Regions from separate parts of the Sus scrofa genome. Here region 2 is linked to region 1. The links are chromatin contacts, called in public HiChIP or PLAC-seq maps. All regions are on one chromosome and are shown on one strand. The core of a region is the stretch at or near the end of the contact, and the rest is flanking DNA. Distances in the headings are between cores, read along the strand shown.

Evidence for each region. HiChIP or PLAC-seq counts read pairs in DNA pulled down with a chosen protein or histone mark.
Region 2: an H3K27ac HiChIP or PLAC-seq map of alveolar macrophages shows a contact between it and region 1. The contact joins two enhancer-like sites. A contact is called at or near these places in 7 of 47 Hi-C or Micro-C datasets (alveolar macrophages, embryonic fibroblasts, fetal skeletal muscle and 3 more) and 1 of 2 datasets of contacts at active chromatin or transcription factors (alveolar macrophages).

Annotation. Positions count from the first base shown.
Region 1 is chr1:235,925,796-235,929,174 of Sscrofa11.1, forward strand. All of the region lies in intron 1 of UNC13B (protein unc-13 homolog B), which reads left to right. Among named protein-coding and RNA genes, the nearest start is that of UNC13B, 8.7 kb to the left of the region's middle. Within about 2 kb of position 1,761, at least 1 of the 83 cell types and tissues checked has an H3K27ac peak or open chromatin away from gene starts, as enhancers often do. A contact at or near this core is called in alveolar macrophages, where this site is marked.
Region 2 is chr1:236,011,457-236,015,270 of Sscrofa11.1, forward strand. All of the region lies in intron 7 of UNC13B (protein unc-13 homolog B), which reads left to right. Among named protein-coding and RNA genes, the nearest start is that of UNC13B, 95 kb to the left of the region's middle. Within about 2 kb of position 1,600, at least 4 of the 83 cell types and tissues checked have an H3K27ac peak or open chromatin away from gene starts, as enhancers often do. A contact at or near this core is called in alveolar macrophages, where this site is marked.

The sequences.
Region 1 (3,379 bases), core at 511-3,010:
TTTTTAGTTTGTCTTTTTTTTTTAATTAATCCATTTTTTAAAATGTTTTTATGGCCACACCTATGGCATATGGAAGTTCCCAAGCTAGGGGTTGAATCAGAGCTATAGCTGCCGGCCTATACCACAGCCACAGCAACTCCAACTATACTTCAATTTAAAAAAAAAAAATTTAAAACCTTTTTAATTATGGAGAATTTAAGATATATGAAAGTAGATAGAACAGGATAATGAATCTACAAGTTCCTGCCACCCAGCTTCAACATTTATGAGTTCTTTTTTCTTTAACTTCATCCAGTCTTCCTCTTTTCTATACTATTTTTTCTTTTTTATATTTTTTTCTATATTATTTTGAAGCAAACCTGTATACTACATTTCATCTGTAAATATTTCAGTATGTATCTCCAAAAGATAAAGATTAACCCCACTCCCTGCAAAACCAATATCACATTTTAGAAAATTCCTTAATTCCATTGTGTTTGAATTTCCAGTTGGTTCATAAATTTTACATTTTTTTTCTTTTTTACATTTGAATGTTTGAATCAGGACCACTGTAAGCGCCTGCTATTAGTTGATAGGTCATTTTATTTTTTTAAAATTTTTTTAGCTTTTTTTGGTCTTTTTGTCATTTCTTGGGCCGCTCCCAAGGCATATGGAGGTTCCCAGGCTAGGGGTCGAATCGGAGCCATAGCCGCTGGCCTACGCCAGAGCCACAGCAACACGGGATCCGAGCTGTGTCTGCAACCTACTCTGCAGCTCACCGCAACGCCAGATCCTTAACCCACTGAGCAAGGCCAGGGATCGAACCCGCAACCTCATGGTTCCTAGTCGGATTCATTAACCACAGAGCCACGACGGGAACTCCAGTTGATAGGTCTTTTTAAAAAAGTTATTTAAAATTTATTTATTGGCCATGCCTGTGTAGATTGAACCCCTGCCACAGAAGCAACCTGAGCCACAGCAATGACAATGCTGGATCCTTATCTGCTGAACCACCAGGAAACTCCTTTATACTGTTTTTAAAGTTTACTTTCCATTTGCAGTTATTACAAAATATCAGCTGTATTTCCTATGTTGTACAGTAATCCTTGAGCCTATTTTACACCCAGTGGTTTGTATCTCCCAATCCCCAACCCTCTTTTGGCCCCCTCTCCCACCAAATTAGTACAAATTGTAGTTTGTTCTCCATATCTCAGCCTTTTTTATGTTATATTCACTAGTTTGTTATATTTGTTAGGTTCCAGATATAAATGATATTATATCGTATTTATCTTTGTCTTATTTTACTTAAAATAATGTCCTCCAAGTCCATCCAAGTTACTGCAAATGGCAAATTTTCATTCTTTTTTATGGTTGAGTAGTATTCCATTATCTATCATATCTATCCATCCACACACCACAGCTTCTTTATCCATTCATCTGTCAATGGACATTTAGGTTGTTTCCATGTCTTGCCAATTGTAAATAGTGCTGCTGTGAGCATAGTGGTGCATACATCTTTTCGAATTAGTGTTTTTGGGGTTTTTTGGGGATATATACCTGGGAATGGAATTACTAGATTGTATAGTAGTTCTGTTTTCAGTTTTTCGAGAAAGGTTGATAGGTTCTAGATGTTTCTCTCTCTTTTTTGTCTTTTTAGGGCCAACTCTATGACACATGGAAATTTTCAGGCTAGAGGTCAAATTGGAGCTACGTCACAGCTGTAGCCACCGCAGCTCAGCAGTTCTGGATTCTTAACCCACTGGGTGAGGCCGGGGACTGAACCTGCATCCTCATGGATACTAGTTGCGTTTTTAACCCTCTGAGCCACAACAGGAATTCCTTATATGTGTCTCTTAATCTTTGAGGTTTCATTTCTCTCTTCCTCTTCCTCTTCCTCTTTTTTTTTTTTTTTTGTCTTTTTAGGACTGCACCCGCGGCATATGGAGGTTCCTAGGCTAGGGTCGAATCGGAGCTACATCTGCTGGCCTACACGACAGCCACAGCAACGCCAGATCCCAGCCTCATCTGCCACCTACACTGCAGCTAAGGGCAACACCGGATCACTGAGTGAGGCCAGGGATCAAACCTGCATCCTCATGGATGCTAGTTGGATTCTAACCTGCTGAGCCACAATGGGAATTCCCTCGTCAGTTTTTTAAAACAAACTTTTAATCCAGAAATAATTTCAGACTTACAGAAAAGTTGCAAAAATGAAACTACTACAGAGAACAATCATTTGATGGCAAGTACAGACATTGTGTCTCCCTACTGCCTGAATACTTCATGGTTTATTTCTCTAAGAATAAAGATCTTCTCTGATATAACCATAATGCAGTTATTTCCCTTAGTAAATTTAGCAGTGATTTAATACTTTTATTTTATCTGTCATTTTTATTCCAATTTTATCAATTATCCCAATTGTCAAATGTCCATTATAGCTTCCAGTACAGGATCCAGTCTAAGATTTAGTATTACAACTAGTAAGTCATGTCTCTTTAGCCTCCTTCAATATGAAAGATTTTATAGCCTTTAAAAATATTGGCATGTTTAAAAAGAATACAACTCCCTTTCCTTTTTTAGTGAAATGTTTCTCATTTTGGGTTTGTCTGTTGGTAACCATTTTGGATTGGAGTACTGCATAATTGGGGATGTGTCCTTCTCAGGGTATCACATCAGAAAGCACATGATGTCTGTCTCTGTCTAGTGATGTTAATTTTGATTACTCAGTTAAATAGTGTTTGATTTGTCTCCTGCTTCTTCTCTACTCTCCTGCAACTAATAAGCACCTTGTGGAAGACACTTAAAAACTATTTAAATATTTTGCCTAATAGGATTATTGTGAAGATTAAACAAAAATAATGTACGTATCTGAGTGTCTGAGACAGTGTCATCCAAACAGGTTTGTTAAATTTGAATCTCCCTAACTTGATGAAAGCACTGCTTTAAGTGTCTATAATCCTGGTGACAATGTGTGGTTTAGATTAAGTGGGGGAGAAAATAGAAACCCTTAAATTATAGCAGGGGTAATTTATTTATTTATTTGTCTTTTTTGCCATTTCTTGGGCTGCTCTCACGGCAGACACAGGTTCCCAGGCTAGGGGTAGAATCAGAGCCATAGTCGCCGGCCTACACCAGAGCCACAGCAACTCGGGATCCGAGCCACATCTGTGATCTACACCAGAGCTCACGGCAACGCTGGATCCTTAACCCACTGAGCAAGGCCAGGAACCCAACCTGCAATCTCATGGTTCCTAGTCGGATTTGTTAACCACTGAACCACGACGGGAACTCCATAGCAGGGATGATTTAGATTGAACATAAATGAAAACTTTTTTGATGGGGTTTTAACTGTCACAGGAAAGCAGTGGAGTCCATTTTCTTAGGGCTATTGAAAAATAAC
Region 2 (3,814 bases), core at 350-2,849, 86 kb after region 1:
TGTAGTTGGAATTTTTTTTTTTCCTTTTTTTTGCCACACCCATGCATATGGAAGTTCCAAGGCCAAGGATCGAATCTGAGCTGAAACTGCAACAATACCAGATCCTTTAACCCACTGTGCCCTGTTGGGAATCGAACCCGCACCTCCACAGTGACCTGAACTGTTGCAGTCAGATCCTTAACCAACTGCACCACATCGGGAAGTTCAATTCCATATATATTTTTTTAAACCACTTCCTTCCTATCCTGATACAAGATGTTCCAGTCTCATGTTGTCTCTCTCTCTCTCTTTTTTTTTTTTTTTTTTTTTGGTCTTGGCTCCTTTTAGTGGGGGATGGTATTTAAACTTCATTGTTCAATAAGAATATTTATACCTATATCTTGTCAAGGAGTGTAGCACTGAACCATGTTGGCACACTGAATAATTTTATGACTACTAAGTTCTACAGCTTTCTGCTATTTTCAATTTTTATACGTCTGCTTTGCCCACCCACTGTATTATCAGTGACAGTATCACTGGCTGCAGTTGAGAAATAAATCAAAAGTGATTCAGCATCTGGCAAGGATTTGATGAGATGAGTACTCACATATTCTGCCAGGGTGTGTAAATTAGTACAACCTTTATGATTCAGTAATTTCACTTCTAGGAAGTATTCAAGGAAGATAACCTATTGAGATGCAAAGGAATATTTATAAATAGGCTTTAATTATAATGGAGAAAAATTACAAAATTACTGGATGAATGGGTAATTGTGACATTTCCTTATAATGGAATAATATTTTTAAGTATTTTTATGTGAATAAGTTTTTAAAAAGCAGGATCCTAAACTGATGAAGCAGTACAATCCCAGTTATCTAAAAAATAAATTATATACTCATGACCATAGGAAAAAAAAAAAAACCCAGGTAGTAGTTTTAATAGTGGCTCTCAGTGGTAGAATTGTGGGTAAGTTTTTTTTTCTTTGTACTTTTTAAATATTTTCTAAATTTTCTTCAAATGCATTTATTTTATAATTTAAAAAGTAATAAATATTTATTAAAAATGATCCCAGGTATGACAATATATAAGTAAGTCATTGTAGATTTACTTTTTTAGTTTGATTTTGAGACTTAATTGAATGTTGGTTAGTTGTTGCAGTAGTTGACTTCAGCAATACTAGTGATTCCTTGATTGAGAGTTCTAAGTATCTCTTAAAGTTTTTTCTTCTCTATTGGTGACATCCCTAAGGTCTCCCCTAATAAATTACTATGGCTGAAAGAACTTCTGGAATCTGTTATTTTTATGTGTAACATGACCTCAAAGCTTGAATTTTTGATTGAGATGCAGTCCACCATTGACGTTTCAAAGAGACCTCATTGATTGTCTATGAAAGATTTGTTGTTTCACTGCTTTTGTTAAAATATTGCCTATAAATAGTGACATGTCAGATCATAAACCAAAATTTCCTGAGTGTGAATCAGTCTTTTAAATTAGAAAGATAGGGCATAATTTAACATATTGTTTAAAATTTTTCTTAAAGAATGAATCAGTTCAGAACAGTTGGGTGTGAGTCACAGGCATGAATAACAGTGACCAAACATTCAAAAGCACTGTCACTAATACACTGCTTGGTTACCAAGTTATGAAATCTTATTTGAACATCACTAACTTCACAAGGATTTCTTTTACCAGCATACCCAGAAAAGACATGTTTATATAAAATGTCTTACCCTTTCTTCCTTTCCGCTTCTTCTTCTTGTGTTTCCTGGTGATCCATCCTGCTGATACTGTTGATCCTTAGGAAGTATGAGGTGTTAGTGCATCCCACTACTGTTAAGCCATCAGGTCTGACATGCTGTATCCCTAGTCTGCACTGCATTCAAATATTCCTCTAATATCCTGTTGGTCTCTAAAACTGTCCACTGTCATACTGTGACTTATTTTTAGTATTCTACCTGTTTGGAGAGGCAGAGAAATAGGCCATTTTACATATGTAACCAGATATTCCTTACCTGGAAGATTAGATTACTGCCTGTTCCTAGAGGTGATGGTGTATTTCCTCCACTAGAACCAACCATACGCAAACTCTGGGCAGGTACTGCCAGTGCTGCTGTTAATCTCATTTCACTACCTACCACAAATAAGATTAACTTTATGCTTGTGGGGTATTCTGATTGCCTCTTGATGGGGACCAGGACTTGTTCTCCTAGGCAGGTGATGGTGGGCTTTAGTAGAAGAGGAAATTTTGTCCATCTGTTTCCGGTCTGGAATGCTTTTCTTCCATTCTGGATTTATCCCATGCTGGAAGGAGTGGACGTGATTAGCAAATACTCACTGTGTAAAGGCATGACCATATACAGCAAACTATGGGACTGTCTATCACTGTTGCATTTTATACCACATGTGACTCACTTGACAGGACCTGACACTTCTGACCATCAGACCTAATGACCTTGCATAGCTCAAGATAAAAAGGAAGCGTGGCTGGCACCAGATCTATAGGGTCTGTTCTACAGCAATTTGTTTTGCATATTACTTACTCTCCAGATGACAATAGCCATCAAGCTGAAAAGCCCTGCCTATCAAGGCATCTATCTCTTAGAGAACTTAGTGTCAACTTAGTGACAATCACAACTACTATTAGCGTCCTTTCAAGAGCATATAGTAGGTGAATCCATATTTACAAAAGGGATCCAGAATCCCTCACCATAACTTTTGAAGGGATAGAACCCAGCCTATTCTCTATCCTTTTGCAATGTCATGTTGCTATTTGGCAACGCCGGATCCCTAACCCACTGAGCAAGGCAAGCGGATTAGTTTCCGCTGCACCACAACAGGAATGCCAGCTCCTTCAAGACATTAGCACAGTGTGTTGAGACTTTATTTTAATTGTTAAAATTTTAATTTTATATTTTGAATTATAATTAATAAATAATCTTAGTTTCTTGTGTACAACGTAGTGATTAGATACTTTTATACATTGAGATGATCACCTCGATAAGTCTAATTACCTTCTGTCACTATACAAAGTTGTTATGATATTTTGACTGTATTCTTTTTTTTTTTGTCTTTTTGCCTTTTCTAGGACCGCTCCCACGGCATATGGAGATTCCCAGGCTAGGAGTCTAATCGGAGCCGTAGCCACCAGCCTACGCCAGAGCCACAGCAACGCAGGATTTGAGCTTCGTCTGCAACCTACACCACAGCTCACAGCAACGCCGGATCCTCAACCCGCTGAGCGAGGCCAGGGATCAAACCCGCACCCTCATGGTTCCTAGTCGGATTTGTTAACCACTGAGCCATGATGGGAACTCTGTGGGTTTTTTTTTTAAATATTATATTGTTGGGACTTCTGATAGCTTTCTTTTTTCTTTTTTGCTTTTTAGGGCCACACCCAAGGCATATGGAGGTTCCCAGGCTAGGGTTCGAATCAGAGCTCTAGCTGCTGGCCTACACCACAGCCACAGCAACACAGGATCCAAGCGGCATCTGCGATCTACACAACAGCTCATGGGCAACGCCGGATCCCTAACCCACTGAGCAAGGCAAGCGGATTAGTTTCCGCTGCACTACAACAGGAATGCCAGCTTTCTTTTTTAATGTATATTATTTTATTTTGCCCCCCTCCAACCTGGTGATGATGATGTTGCTTTTTGAATTCATTAATTATGTATTTAGGTAGGTATGTAAGTATGTATTGGCCAGACTTGGGGCATATGGAGTTCCTGAACCAGGGATCAGACCCGAGTCACGGCTGTGGCAATGCTGGATCCTTTTAACCCACTATGCCAGGCAGGGAATTGAACCTGCATTCTCATGCTGCAGATAGGCCATT